Linked DNA regions of Pan troglodytes: region 2 is linked to region 1. Evidence: chromatin contacts called from public HiChIP or PLAC-seq data. All regions are on one chromosome and are shown on one strand. The core of a region is the stretch at or near the end of the contact, and the rest is flanking DNA. Distances in the headings are between cores, read along the strand shown. Region 1 holds the start of LOC468965 (zinc finger protein 345). Region 2 holds the start of KCNC3 (potassium voltage-gated channel subfamily C member 3).

Region 1 (6,377 bases), core at 1,555-4,054:
GGGAAACTAATACAGTCCACAGAATGAAAAGATGCAGCACCTCACACACATTTCCCAGGCGATAAGCCATACACATCCCCGGCTACACAGAACACACACACCTGAATGCTGAAACTAGTGCATGAGGTGTTTTTTTTTTTTGAGACGGAGTCTCTATCTGTTGCCCAGGCTGGAGTGCAATGGCGTGATCTCGGCTTACTGCAAGCTCCACCTCCCAGGTTCACACCATTCTCCTGCCTCAGCCTCCTGAGTAGCTGGGACTACAGGAACCTGCCATCACTCCTGGCTAATTTTTTTTTTTTTTTTTTTAGGAGAGACAGGGTTTCACCATGTTAGCCAGGATGGTCTCAATCTCCTGACCTCATGATTCACCCGCTTCAGCCTCCCAAATTGCTGGGATTACAGGTGTGAGCCACCACACCCGGCCTAGTGCACGAGGTTTTGATGAGAAAATGAGGAAGACAGTCTTAACTTTATCCCCATGAATCACTTGTTAATTACAAAAAGAACAGGGTAACTTTTTTATCTTATTTAAATAATTAATTTATTAATTTGGAGACAGGGTTTCACTCTTGTTGCCCAGGCTGGAGTGCAGTGACTCAATCTCAGCTCACTGCAACCTCCGCCTCCTGGGTTCACACAATTCTCCTGCCTCAGCCTCCCGAGTAGCTGGGATTACAGGTATCCACCACGACACCTGGCTAATTTTTTGTATTTTTAGTAGAGATGGGGTTTCACCATGTTGGCCAGACTGGTCTCGAACTCCTGACCTCAGGTGATCCACCCGCCTCAGCCTCCCAAAGTGCTGGGATTACAGGCGTGAGCCACCACACCTGGCCTTATTTTATTTTTGAGACAGAGTCTCGCTCTGTCGCCCAGGCTGGAGTGCAGTGAGGCGATCTTGGTTCACTGAAACTTCCACCTCCCGAGTTTCAAGTGATTCTCAGGCCTCAGCTTCCTGAGTAGCTGGGGTTACAGGAGCCCGCCACCACGCCCAGCTAATTTTTGTATTATTATTATTATTATTATTATTATTATTATTTGAGATGGAGTCTCGCTCTGCCACCTAGGCTAGAGTGCAGTGGCGCGATCTCAGCTCACTGCAACCTCCACCTCCCAGCTTCAAGCGATTCTCCTGCCTCAGCCTCCCAAGTAGCTGGGATTACAGGTGTGTGCCACCACACCAGGCTAATTTTTTTGTATTTTTAGTAGAGATGGGGTTTCACCATGTTGGCCAGGCTGGTCTCGAACTCCTGACCTCGGGTTATCCGCCCCCCTCGGCCTCCCAAAGTGCTGGGATTACAGGTGTGAGCCACCGCGCCCAGACCAGGGAAACTAGAGAGGAGAAACTTGGCAGATGCCACCTTACCCATGTGAGTGAGGCTGATGTGGTGTGTGGTGGGACAAGCCGAGCCCAGGGTCCCCAGTCCGATGAGGAGACAGCATCACTCCTAGGGCATCCCTGCCAAAAGCGTGTGACCTAAATCTAACTATGAAGAAGCACCAGACAAACCCAAACTGAGGGACATGCAAGTACATGGTCTGTAATCTTCGGAACTTCCAAAAGAAGACTGAAAACCGGTTCCAGACTGAAGGAGACCCAACAAAGCGAGCAATGTGTGACCTAGGATTTCCTTTGGTCATTAAGGACATTATTGGAGCCAGCTGTAATCCCAGCACTTTGGGAGGCTGAGGTGGGAGGATCGCTTGAGCCCAAGAGTTTGAGACCAGCCCGGGCAACACAGTGAGACCCCGTTTCTACAAAAAAAAATTTTTTAAATTAGCCGGGCATGGTGGCGTGTGCTTGTAATCCTGATTACTCAGAAGACTGAAGTGGGAGGATCTCTTGAGCCCAGGAGGTCGAGGCTGCAGTGAGCTATGATTGTGCCACTGCACTCCAGCCTGGGTGACAGAGCAAGACTCTGTCTCCAAAAAAAGAAAAAGAAAAAGAAGGACAAAAAGACATTATTGGAAGAATCATCAAAAATTTGAATAAAGTCTATAGATTAGCTATTACTATTACATCAATATTAATTTCCTCATTGTGATCGTGGTGCTATGGTTATGTAAGAAAATGACCTTGTCTTTGGAAAACACAGAGATTCGCTAGAAGGGCTGGGGAGTGGGAGGGCGCAGAGACCGAGAGAGGGCGACAGAGACCCACAGAGAGGGGGACAGAGACGCAGAGAGAGGGGGTACAGAGACCCAGCGAGAGGGGGACAGGACCTGGGGCGGCGAGGGTGAGGGGAAGATCAGAGAGAGCTGGGAGACCCAGAGAGGGAAGAACAGATGCTCAGGATAAGGGGAGCCGAGACCGAGTCTGTGCCTGTGCAGTGCTGCTTTCGGGTTCTGGGGTCAGAATCTGGGTTGCAGCTCTACCAGCCTGAGAGAAATCGCGGAGTCTCCCCGACTCTCAGTTTCTTCAGTTGCAAAGTGAGGAAAGGTAGGTTCCCCTTCCTAGGGATCGCAGCAGTCCCACGCTCCGCCGGACTCCTGGCAAACAGCAGACGCCCAATTCCTGCGCGCCGAGGCGTCTGAGCCGCACTGATACTAGGTGGGACTCAGGGAATGACAAGAGGGGGCGGGGCGTCACCCACAGCGCACTCCCCACTCCCACCCAGACCCAACTCGGGCCCGCCCCCGGAGCTTCTGCTAGCCTGTCTGGCCCGGCCTGCACCCACCTGCTCCGGTCGGGTCCGCGAGGTCCGTGCGTCCAGGCGGATTCCGCTGGACAGCCAGGCCTTCCCTTCCTCCGCCGGGTCCCGGAACGCGCCTGCGCAGTCCCTGTCTCGGAACTGTAAGTCCAGGTACCTTAAACGCGGCATCGCAGCTGGACTACATTTCCCAGAAACCATTGAGGCTCTTGCTCCTCCCGGCCTAAGGGCTCTGACTGCGAGGGAATGCTGGGAAATGGAGTCTGGGAGCAGGATGCGGGGCAGGAGTAAGACTGTATTTAGATACATACACAACAGCTTTTGGAGGAAAACTGGTATTTGGGACATGCCTGACTGTACTGGCACGCGAATATCCCTGTTTTAGGCAGAGGCGATGCCATTGTCCATTTAATCCAAATTTCTCATACCATGGCTGAAGTCTTCAGGACAGATAAAATTTGGCCCTGTGTAAACTGATGGTGAATGAATTGAACCACTGTTACTCAATTTCCCTGGGCATCTGCCTTCCTGTTTGCCTCAGTTTCACCCACCACTTCTTAAAGGGCAGTGTGATACAGGCAATGGAGCCTGTTCTGGGAGCTGGGAGATGTGTGTTCAGGAGTGTAAGGATGGTTTGATATTAGGACATTACGCAATTTATCTTTTGACCTTTCTGAATATATCAATATGCAAGCATATCTATAGATACACTAAAAAGACTTTTAATAACATTCAGTAACCCTAGATGCTGAGAAAGCTTACAAAAAAATTCTGTAACCAGTCATTTCTAGATAAGCTTAATAAATTAAGCATATATTCATATTGAACAACAATAGCGACAATGTTAAAGAATTACTGGCTTCTTATTGTGTTTATGTATGTCCATATAATCAAAACCTCATATCAATCTTAATCGTAAAACACTAAAAGAATTGCCAGGCTGGGTGCAGTGGTTCACACCTGAAATCCCAGCACTTTGGGATTTCAAAGAGGGAAGCTAAAGAGGGAGGATCACTTGCACTCAGAAGTTTGAGACCAGCCTGGGCAACATAGCTAGACCCCCATCTCTACAGAAAATATAAAAGTTAGCCAAGCATAGTGGTGAGCACCTGTAGACCCAGCTACTCGGGAGGCTAAGGCAGGAGGATCAGTTGAGCCCAGGAGGGCAAGGCTGCAGTGAGCTGTGATGGTGCCAGCCTGGGCAAGAGAGCAAGACTCTGTCTCAAAAAAAAAAAAAAAAAAGTGTAAACCATATATGTGCTCATGAGCAAAAGCTAGATGGCTCATTGCCAGAATGAAATAATAATAGGTGTTACTTATTGACAACACGTTGTGAGATTTACTAGTTGACTGAGCTGACACCACCACCCTATGAAGAAGGCATTGCTCTCCCTATTTCACAGACAAGGACACTGAGATAGAGGATTTATGTCATCCCCCCAAGCTCCCAGAGCTAGTCGAGGACAGAGGCAGGACTTGAATCCAGGTCCAGCCCATATTTGCAACCACTTCATTTTACTGCTGCCGAGTTTGCTCCTTTTTCCTTGTGTTCCGATAACCAAATGCTCCAAGCACAGGTTGTACTGTCAGCTGAGGCTCTAGAGTCAGGGTGGCATGGAGCAGAACCTCAGCTAATCTATAATAGGCATGTCACACTGGAGACAAAGGTGACTCCATCTTGGATGGTTATCCGCCATGTTGACTTCTGATTAATCCCAGTCCTGGGAATTCCTTCTGATTTCTACTTTACTTACTGTCCCTAGTGTAAGAACATGTCAACCTTGATGTTATCACACAAATTATAGGCTATGACACAGCATACAGAACATTGCCTGTTCTGTAGGGTTAATTGTCTTAACCCTTAATTGTCTTGCTAAAGCAAGTATTGCCCTTCCCTATGTGAGATAAGCCTTAGGATTAGGGAGTAACTGTGTGGAGATAGACCTGTCTTGCTGCCACCCAAGACCATGCTTCCCTTTGTAAGTTCCCCAAATAAATCACCCCTTACCAATGAACTGGGTTTGTCTCCCTCTTTTTTGGTTTATTGTCTCCTTCCACACTTGGGGGTTATTTTGCATAAAGTCCTTATATGGAACACACGTGAACAAGGAGTAAGTCTTCATTGCTACAAGCCATGAAGGAGGTTGGGGGGGTGTTTGTTACTGAAGCATAACTACTTATCCTGGCTGATACAACTGTCTTCAAAGGTTTTGAGGAAGCTGAAATTTGATATTAAATACAAGTTATTATCAGAGCTTTGCAAGTCATTAACCTCTCCGTGCCTCAGTTTCCTCATTGTACATGGGGTGATAATAAGTACATGGGGCAATAATTAGTACCCTCTTTATCAGGTTATGAGATTTGAATAGGTAGATAGGAGTAAAGCCATTAGAACAGTATGTGACAGATAGAAAACACCATATAAGTGTTTGCTATTATTAAAAAACGCGTTAGGCCAGGCGCGGTGGCTCATGCCTATAATCCCAGCACTTTGGGAGGCCAAGGCAGGTGGATCACTTGAGGTCAGGAGTTCAAAACCAGCCTGGCCAATATGGTGAAACCCTGTGTCTACTAAAAATACAAAAAAATTAGCCAGACGTGGTGGCTGGGGCTTGTAATCTCAGCTACTCGGGAGGCTGAGGCAGGAGAATCACTTGACCCGGGAGGCAGAGGTTGTGGTGAGCCAAGATAGCACCATTGCACTCCAGCCTGTGAGACTCCGTCTCAAAAAATAAAAAATAAAAAACGTGTTAATAGTTCCCGCCGGTGACTTATATTTTTTACTTATTTATTTATTTTTTGAGACGGAGTCTCACTCTGTTGCCAGGCTGGAGTGCAGTGGCACGATCTCGACTCACTGCAACCTCTGCCTCCCGGGTTCAAGCGATTTTCCTGCCTCAGCCTCCCAAGTAGCTGAGACTACAGGCGCGTGCCACCACACCCAGATAATTTTTGTATTTTTAGTAGAGACGGGGTTTCACCGTGTTGGCCAGGATGGTCTCGATCTCTTGACCTCGTGATCCGCCCGCCTCGGCCTCCCAAAGTGCTGGGATTACAGGCATGAGCCACCGCACCTGGCCCCAACTGTGACTTGCTATTTGCTCTTCCTTCTACCTTTTCCCCACTACTGCTTTCAGAAAACACCTACTTTTCTTGCAAGAACAAGTTCTTACAGCCTCTCCTGCAGTAAACGTTCTCCGATTTCCACCGAGCTGAGCCGGAGCTGGCAATTCGCTCTGTTGGGTTCCCACAGGAACATCCCAGTATCTTATAGGGCTATGTGCTAACCGCTGTGTTGTAATTCTTTGTAACTGTCTGTCTCTCTCGCTCCAGTCTCATCACACTATAATTTATGTACGACTTAATTATCTGTTTATTCTGCACTTCTCCCAGGAAATTTCCATGAAGTTGAGGAAGTGTCTGGACCTGCAGCATTAAGACGTTAAAACAAACAAACCCCAGCCAGGCGCGGTGGCTCATGCCTGTAATCCCAGCACTTTGAGAGGCTGAGGCTGGCGGATCACTTGAGGTCAGGAGTTCGAAACCAGCCTGGCCAACATAGTGAAACCCCATCTCTACTAAAAATACAAAAATTAGGCCGGGCGCGGTGGCTTACGCCTGTAATCCCAGCACTTTGGGAGGCCAAGGCAGACGCATCACAAGGTCAGGAGATCAAGACCATCCTGGCTAATACAGTGAAAGCCCATCTCTACTAAAAATACA
Region 2 (6,348 bases), core at 836-3,335, 180 kb after region 1:
TAGGGCTGATGACTTGAGGGGCCTCCCAGGGTTTGAGGTTAGAAAAAGTTCTAGAGCAGGAGGGAAAGTCACTTAGACTAGAAAAAGGGCTGTGGGGGCTTTGGATGGGGGGAGTCCCAGGGATAGAGAGTGCACTGTGCAGTTAAAATGATGGAGAGGAGAAGCTGCGAGGATCTATGGAGGAGGAAGAACAATTCTGGAGGACATGTGAGGGTTCTGGAGAGGAAAGGCATATGATGGGGGCATGGGATGCTTCTGGAGACACTGAGGAGGAGTGTGAAAGGCTTGGGGGAAGTCTGGAGCTTTATGGGGAAAGTCCTTGAGATGGGAGTTGGCGTGGAGGTTGAAGAGTGTTAAACACAGAGTGAACACAGAGGGGGCCTGGAGGTTCCAACGGAGAAGATGCCCCAAGACTCAGTATTGCAGTGAGGGGGAGGTGAAAATGTCCAGGCAAGAACAAGTGGAGGTTCAGAGGGGTCCAGAAGGCTGTGAGGTTGGAGTGGGGGAGTTTTCTGAGACTTTGAGAGCAGAAGATACTGCAGGAAGGGGGTGGAAAAAATAATCAGGAGATTCAAACTTGGAGAGAGAGGTCTTCTGGGAGACGGGCCACGGGGTGAATCGGGGAGGTGCTGGGAGAAACTGAGAGTTGAATAGGGGGCCCCAGAGAGTCTGGAGAAGGCAGGGAAAGTGGGGGTCAGGGCTCACAGGGCCTAGGAGAATTTGAGGGCTGAGAAGGGATGTCTTCTGAGGGGCTAGGGAAGGTCCAAGAAACCAAGGGCTGGACGGTGACCAAGAGTAGTGAGAAGAGATTTGGAGGGGCCCAGGAGACATGAGGGTTGGGGAGGGTCTCAGAGGAGCCCAGGAAAGGTGGGGACCGGGTTGTTCAGAGAAGCACGGGAGATTCACGGTCTGGAGGAAGTGTCTAAGCGTCTAGGGTGGCCTTGGCGGGGGAGGGGGAACTTTGGAGGGGTCTGGAAGAGCCTGAAGGTTGGAGATCCGTCTTTGGAGGATCTGGGGGATGGCTGCGAGAGGGGGGTGTGTTCGGAGGAGCCCAGGAGACTCAGGATTGGGGAAGAGGCTTCTAGGAGACTGAGAAGCCTAGAGGGACCCAGAGGGGTGGAGCTGGGGCGCTCCTGGGAGACTGGGGGCGCCTGGAGAGGCGGGGGTGGGGTGGATGGGGGCCCCGAGAGCGCGCTCACCCTGGCAGCCCGCGACGAGTAGGGGTCCTCGAAGAGCGCCCACACGCGGGGCTGCCAGCGGCGCCACCATGTGCCGCCCGCGCCGCCCGCGCCCCCTGGCGGCCCCCCGGCGCCGCCGCCCGCGTCCTGGAAGCAGAGGCGCTTGAGCTCGCCGCCCGCTCCGTCCAGGCCGCCGCCGCCCGCGCCCGCCTCGTCGTCCAGGCCTCCGTCGTGGGCGCCTGCGGCGTTGGCGGCGTTGGCGGCGTTGGCGGCGCCCGCGGGGTCGGGCGCCTCGAAGGAGTCGAGCGCCTCCTCAGCGTCGCGATGCTGCCGGTAGGTCATCCAGCAGCAGGCCTCCACGTCGGTCTCGTCGATGCCCCAGAAGCCGAGCTCCTCCTCAAACAGGGGCCCGCACACGTCGGCCGGGCAGTGCAGCTTGCCGGTGCGGTAGTAGTTGAGCACGTACGCGAAGACTCCCGGGTGCCGGTCAAAGAAGAACTCGTCGGCGCCCGGGTCGTAGTCGAAGCGTGCCGCCGCCTCGGGCTCCGTCAGGCCAGCCAGCCGCGTCCCCGGCAGGGTGCGCAGCGTCGAGCGGTACGTCTCATGGCGCACGCCGCCCACGTTGATCACGATCTTGCCGCTGTCGCCACCGCCGCCGCCGTGCCGCCCCATGGCCGCCGCCGGCAGCCCGGGGCATGGCTCGGCGCGCCGGCCCCCGGGCCCGCGGGGTGCCGGGGGGCCCGCCGGGGACGCGGCGGGGCCGGGCTGCGCAGGCTGCTGCTGCTGCGGCGGCAGCGGTGGCGGCGGCGGGGACTCGGGCGGCTGCGGCGGTGGCGCCGGCTGCTGCTTGCTGGCCCCCTGGCGCCCGCGGAAGGACGAGACGCAGACTGAGCTCAGCATTGGACGGGGGGCGGGGCGGGAGGGGCGGGGACGCAGGGGCGGGGGCACAGGGGGAGAGACCGACGGGATTGGGTGGGAGGAGGAGCGAGGTAGCGGGGGCGTGGCTTAGGGGAGAGGAACCAAACTGATTGGCCTGGGGGAGGTGGGGCGGGGCTGTGGCTGGGAGGAGTGGGGCGGGCACTCTAACGCGACCCAGCTGGACGAGTCGGGGCCGCCAATGAGACGGAGCGATTGGCTCTTTCTAAGAGAGCAGGGAGGAGGGGCGGGGCGGGGCGTCAAGGGAGGCGGGACCGGTTACTACTAATTGTGTTCGGCAGCACTGGTAGCCAGGGGAAGGCGGGGCTAGATACGATAGAGAGAGACCTTACTGAACTGAAAAAAGTGCGGGCGGGGTAGAGGGAGGAGGGGGACACATCCAAGCTATTTAAAGACGCCCGACTGGCCTGGAGGGGCGGGGCCACCATGAGAGAGGCCGTCCTGATTGGGCTGAGAAAGGGGCGGAGAGAAACAAAACAGATTGCACGCCCTCACCTAAAACACCGCTAGGCAGGACCTGGTGGGGAGCAGCATTGCTTGGAAGAGACAGGGCTGCAGAAAGTAGAAACAGTCCAGATGAGACTGCACTGGGGCGGGAACTAGAGATGGAGGACTTTTCCGCGCAAGGGGGACAGGCTGGACTGAAAGAGGACACGGGAAGAACAAAGACTTAGACTCGGTGAGAAGGTGTTGAAACTTGAGAGAGTCCTGGAAACCCGAGAGGGTCTGGATAGGCCTAAGGGAGGGAGCGGGGCTGAGGCTCCAAGGCGGGCCTGGTTAGTCGGGGCTGGGCCCGGAGAATGAGTGTCCGGATGGATGAGTGGTACTGAGGAAGGTGAGTGGGGTCGACAAATAGAAAACGTCCTGAGGCAGGGCGCAGTGGCTCACGCCTGTAACGCCAGCACTTTGCGAGGCTGAGGTGGGTGGATCATTTGAGGTCCGGAGTTCGAGACCAGCCCGGCCAAAATGGTGAAACCCCGCCTCTACTAAAAATACAAAAATTAGTTGGGCGTGGTTGTGGGTGCCTGTAGTCCCAGCTACTCGGGAGGTTGAGGCAGGAGAATCGCTTGAACCTGGGAAGTAGAGGTTGCAATGAGTCGAGATTGCACCACTCCACTCCAGCCTGGGCGACAGAGCGAGACTCTGTGTCAAAAAATAAATAAATAAAAGAAAAAGAAAACGTCTTGAATGGGCGGTAGGAAAGAGAGACTAAGGGAGGAGCGGGGCTTGAGGGGCTTGAAAGCAACCAGGGTAGGCGAGGGCAGGGCAGGGCTAAGGGAGGGTAGAGGAACGGGAGAGGTGGATCCCAGGGGAACAATGAGACTACAAAGAGTACAAAGCTACTGGGCTGGATGGAGGGGAGGGACCTGGAACGGGGAGTCTTCGGGATCAGAAGACCTGGGAGAGGGCACTGCCTAAAGGTCACAGGGTCTCAAAGGGCGAGGCGAGAACTTCTAACGAACGCTACACCGCGGCGGACTGCAGATTGGAGGACCGAGGGTAGATGAGGACTGGTGAGGAGGGGGCACGCAAGGAGGCAGAGAGGACGGGAGAGGGGAGAGGCCAAAGCGCCAGGAAGCACCGTCAAGACTGAGGCAATATAGGCAGGACCGATAAAAAATGGGGTGGGCTAGGAGTCTCAGAGGTCGGGTTCTGGGGAAGAATGGAGTGAGGGGCGGGGCCAGAAAAAGGGGACCGCCTCGGAGCGGGCCGTCCCCGCCCCCTGGGCGGTCGTAGGCTCCGAGAGGCAGAGCGCAGGCTCAGGGGGCTGGGGCGGGGCCAGCGGCTGCGGCTGGGGCTGCGGAGGGAGGAGGCGGCGCCTGCGGGAGCGAAGGGGGCGGGTCAGGGGGCTGCGGGCGCCCTCGGGCCGCACAGTTTCTGGCCCGCCGCTTCCTGCTGCAGGTGCGGCGGCTGGTTCGTATCGCCTCCCTACCCCATCCCACCCCCGCTCCCGTTTCTGGGTTTCTTGGCGTCTCTTTTTCTCCCTTCTTGAGTATTTGTGCCGCCGTCTCTGTTCCCACCCCTCTGAGTCTCCGACCCCTCGTTTGTAAATCTGCCCTCCTGGGTCTCTGATTCTGTCCCCCTCCTTCTGAGTCTTTGCTCCTCTTCTCTCTAGGCCTCAGTCTCTCCTCCCTGGTGTCTCAGTCCCCGCCCCCCCACCCCAGCTCCCCCGAGTCTCTTTCTCTTGGTTTCTGTACCATTTTATCAGGGGTGTGCCTCTCTGTCTGGGGCTCTGTACCCCACTCCCTGGGTCTTGTGTTCCTGTCCTCTACTCCCTCCCCGCAACCCGCTCTGTCCTGCCTCCTCTCTGGGTCTCTGCCCTTTCATCTGAGTCTGTCTCCTCCTTGCTCTCTGACAACCTCTTTCCCCTCCCCCTTCTTCTTCCCCTTCTCCCCATCTCTGGTGTATTTCCCCCTCCTTCTTCCCCTTCTCCCCATCTCTGGTGTATTTCCCCCTCCTTCTTCCCCTTCTCCCCATCTCTGGTGTATTTCCCCCTCTTCCGTCTCTTTCCCTCCTCTGTCTCTGCTCTTTCTCTTGCTGGCTCTCTGTTCTTCTCTCTCTCCCTCTAAGTTTCTGCCTCTTCACTTTCTCTATGTCCCCTCCCTGGGTCTCTATTCCTCCTATGTTTCACCTTCTTCTGGGTCTCTCTCTTTCTAGGTCTCTGTCTCCACTTCCTGGGGACCCTGTCCCCCTCTCTCTGGGTCTCCGTTCCTTTCTCTCAGACCCCCCATCACCCTCTCTAACCCCCGTCCTAGCTGGGACTGCGTCACTGCAGAGAGAGTTGCAGAAGTGGGGCCTATCCTGCAGCCCAGGAAGGTCGTTGCCCTCACTCCCCAGACCCAGGGCTCTCCATTGCACCCAATCCATCATGTCCTTCAGCTTCTGATGGAATCCAAGAGGGCACAGAAAAGACATAGGTACTTCCTACCCCTTCCCCGAATTCTGGTGCACCCCCAGGCAGAAGCAGCGAATCCTGAGGTGAGGGACTGGGCTGGGGCTGGATGAGGCTCCTGGGCAATTGGGGGTGGGGTGGTGGAGGCAGGAGCAAGGGCTGGGTAGGCACTATGGGCTAGGTAAGGACCTCGGTCAGCCATCCTCCTCCACACTCCCCCCTCAACCCTGCTTTTCCCTTCTGCTTTTCACAGCAGCCAGGCACGGTATCAAGTGGCTAAATCAGCGTTTTTTTGCAGAGGTCAGAAGTGTGGGAGAAGGTGGGGGCTGTGGGGAAAAGGGGCTGGAATAAGGAGGAATGTGCGATGCGACTCAGGATTAGACTCAGGATTAGAGGCCATGGGAGGGGAAGAGGCAGCGGGCCGGGAGTAGCAGGCTGGTCCGTCCACATTCCATCAGGCCCTGGGAAACTTGGATGCCAGCACTCCCTCATGGCCCTCCACAGACACCACCAGGGTCTATGGGAGGTTTTGTGAGCCTGGAGTCTCCACCCCCCCATTAGAGAGGAGGGGGCTTCTGGAAGCTTCATGAGGGCTCCAAATACTGGACACTCAGCTATGTTCACAGACCGGGAGGAAGTAGACTCGACTCTTGACTAGGGACACCAGGAGGGGAGAGGCCAAAGTCTGTCTCGTTTTCAGTTCCTTTCCCCACCCCTGCTCCTCCCAATCCATCCGTTCCCAGGCCCTCAAGACACAAAATTCCTGAAAGCTCCAACTCCCATCTACGTCATCCTCGGCGTCCCCTGATAACCCTCCCTCCCCCATTACCCCAGGCCCTGGAATTGGGGAAGGGTCTTCCCTCCCTGACTTCTAGGACCCCTTCCTTGTTCCTCTGCCCCCATTCCCACCCGGTTCCATTCGGAGCCTTGGTCTCTGGACACCAAAGGTGAAAATGTGAGGACTGTCTGCCTACGATCCTTCGTCCCCTAAAACCCTCCAAGTACCTTGGGAATCTCCCCGCTATAATCTTTGGGTCCCTGGATCCCAAGTCCCCCGTCTCCAAAACTAGGATTCGGGCTGTCTTACCGCCCCCGGACCCTGAGCCTTCGCCCCCTCCCCCGTACTCACCCCAAGTCGAGGCGAGCTGGGGATGGGGGAATCCGGGGCTCGAGATGGGGGGAGGGGTGACCCAGCCCCGGCAGCTCTGGGCAGCAAGAGGCTGCGGAGGGGGGAGTGACATCACCGCCGGAGGAGGGGCAGCACCGCTCCCCCAACCCAGGGGCTTCAAGCTCCGCCTTTATGGCGGACCCCGGGGTCCTGGAATGCCAAGGCAGAGAGGA

What was found. HiChIP or PLAC-seq counts read pairs in DNA pulled down with a chosen protein or histone mark.
Region 2: a contact with region 1 is called in an H3K4me3 HiChIP or PLAC-seq map of stem cell-derived excitatory neurons, with 7 times the contacts expected there. The contact joins the promoter of KCNC3 here to the promoter of LOC468965 in region 1. A contact is called at or near these places in 1 of 7 Hi-C or Micro-C datasets (stem cell-derived neural progenitor cells) and 1 of 1 datasets of contacts at active chromatin or transcription factors (stem cell-derived excitatory neurons).

The regions. Positions count from the first base shown.
Region 1 is chr20:53,036,395-53,042,771 of NHGRI_mPanTro3-v2.0_pri, forward strand. LOC468965 (zinc finger protein 345) reads right to left here and starts at 2,805. Exons shown (of 3, transcript XM_054672632.2): 1 at 2,682-2,805.
Region 2 is chr20:53,215,201-53,221,548 of NHGRI_mPanTro3-v2.0_pri, forward strand. It overlaps KCNC3 (potassium voltage-gated channel subfamily C member 3), which reads right to left and starts at 2,086. Exons shown (of 5, transcript XM_054672647.2): 1 at 1,200-2,086. The coding sequence starts at 2,078. It overlaps LOC104003412 (a long non-coding RNA gene), which reads left to right and starts at 2,147. Exons shown (of 4, transcript XR_676012.4): 1 at 2,147-2,793. LOC112206403 (a long non-coding RNA gene) reads right to left here and starts at 6,260. Exons shown (of 2, transcript XR_002940694.1): 1 at 6,137-6,260; 2 at 5,276-5,661.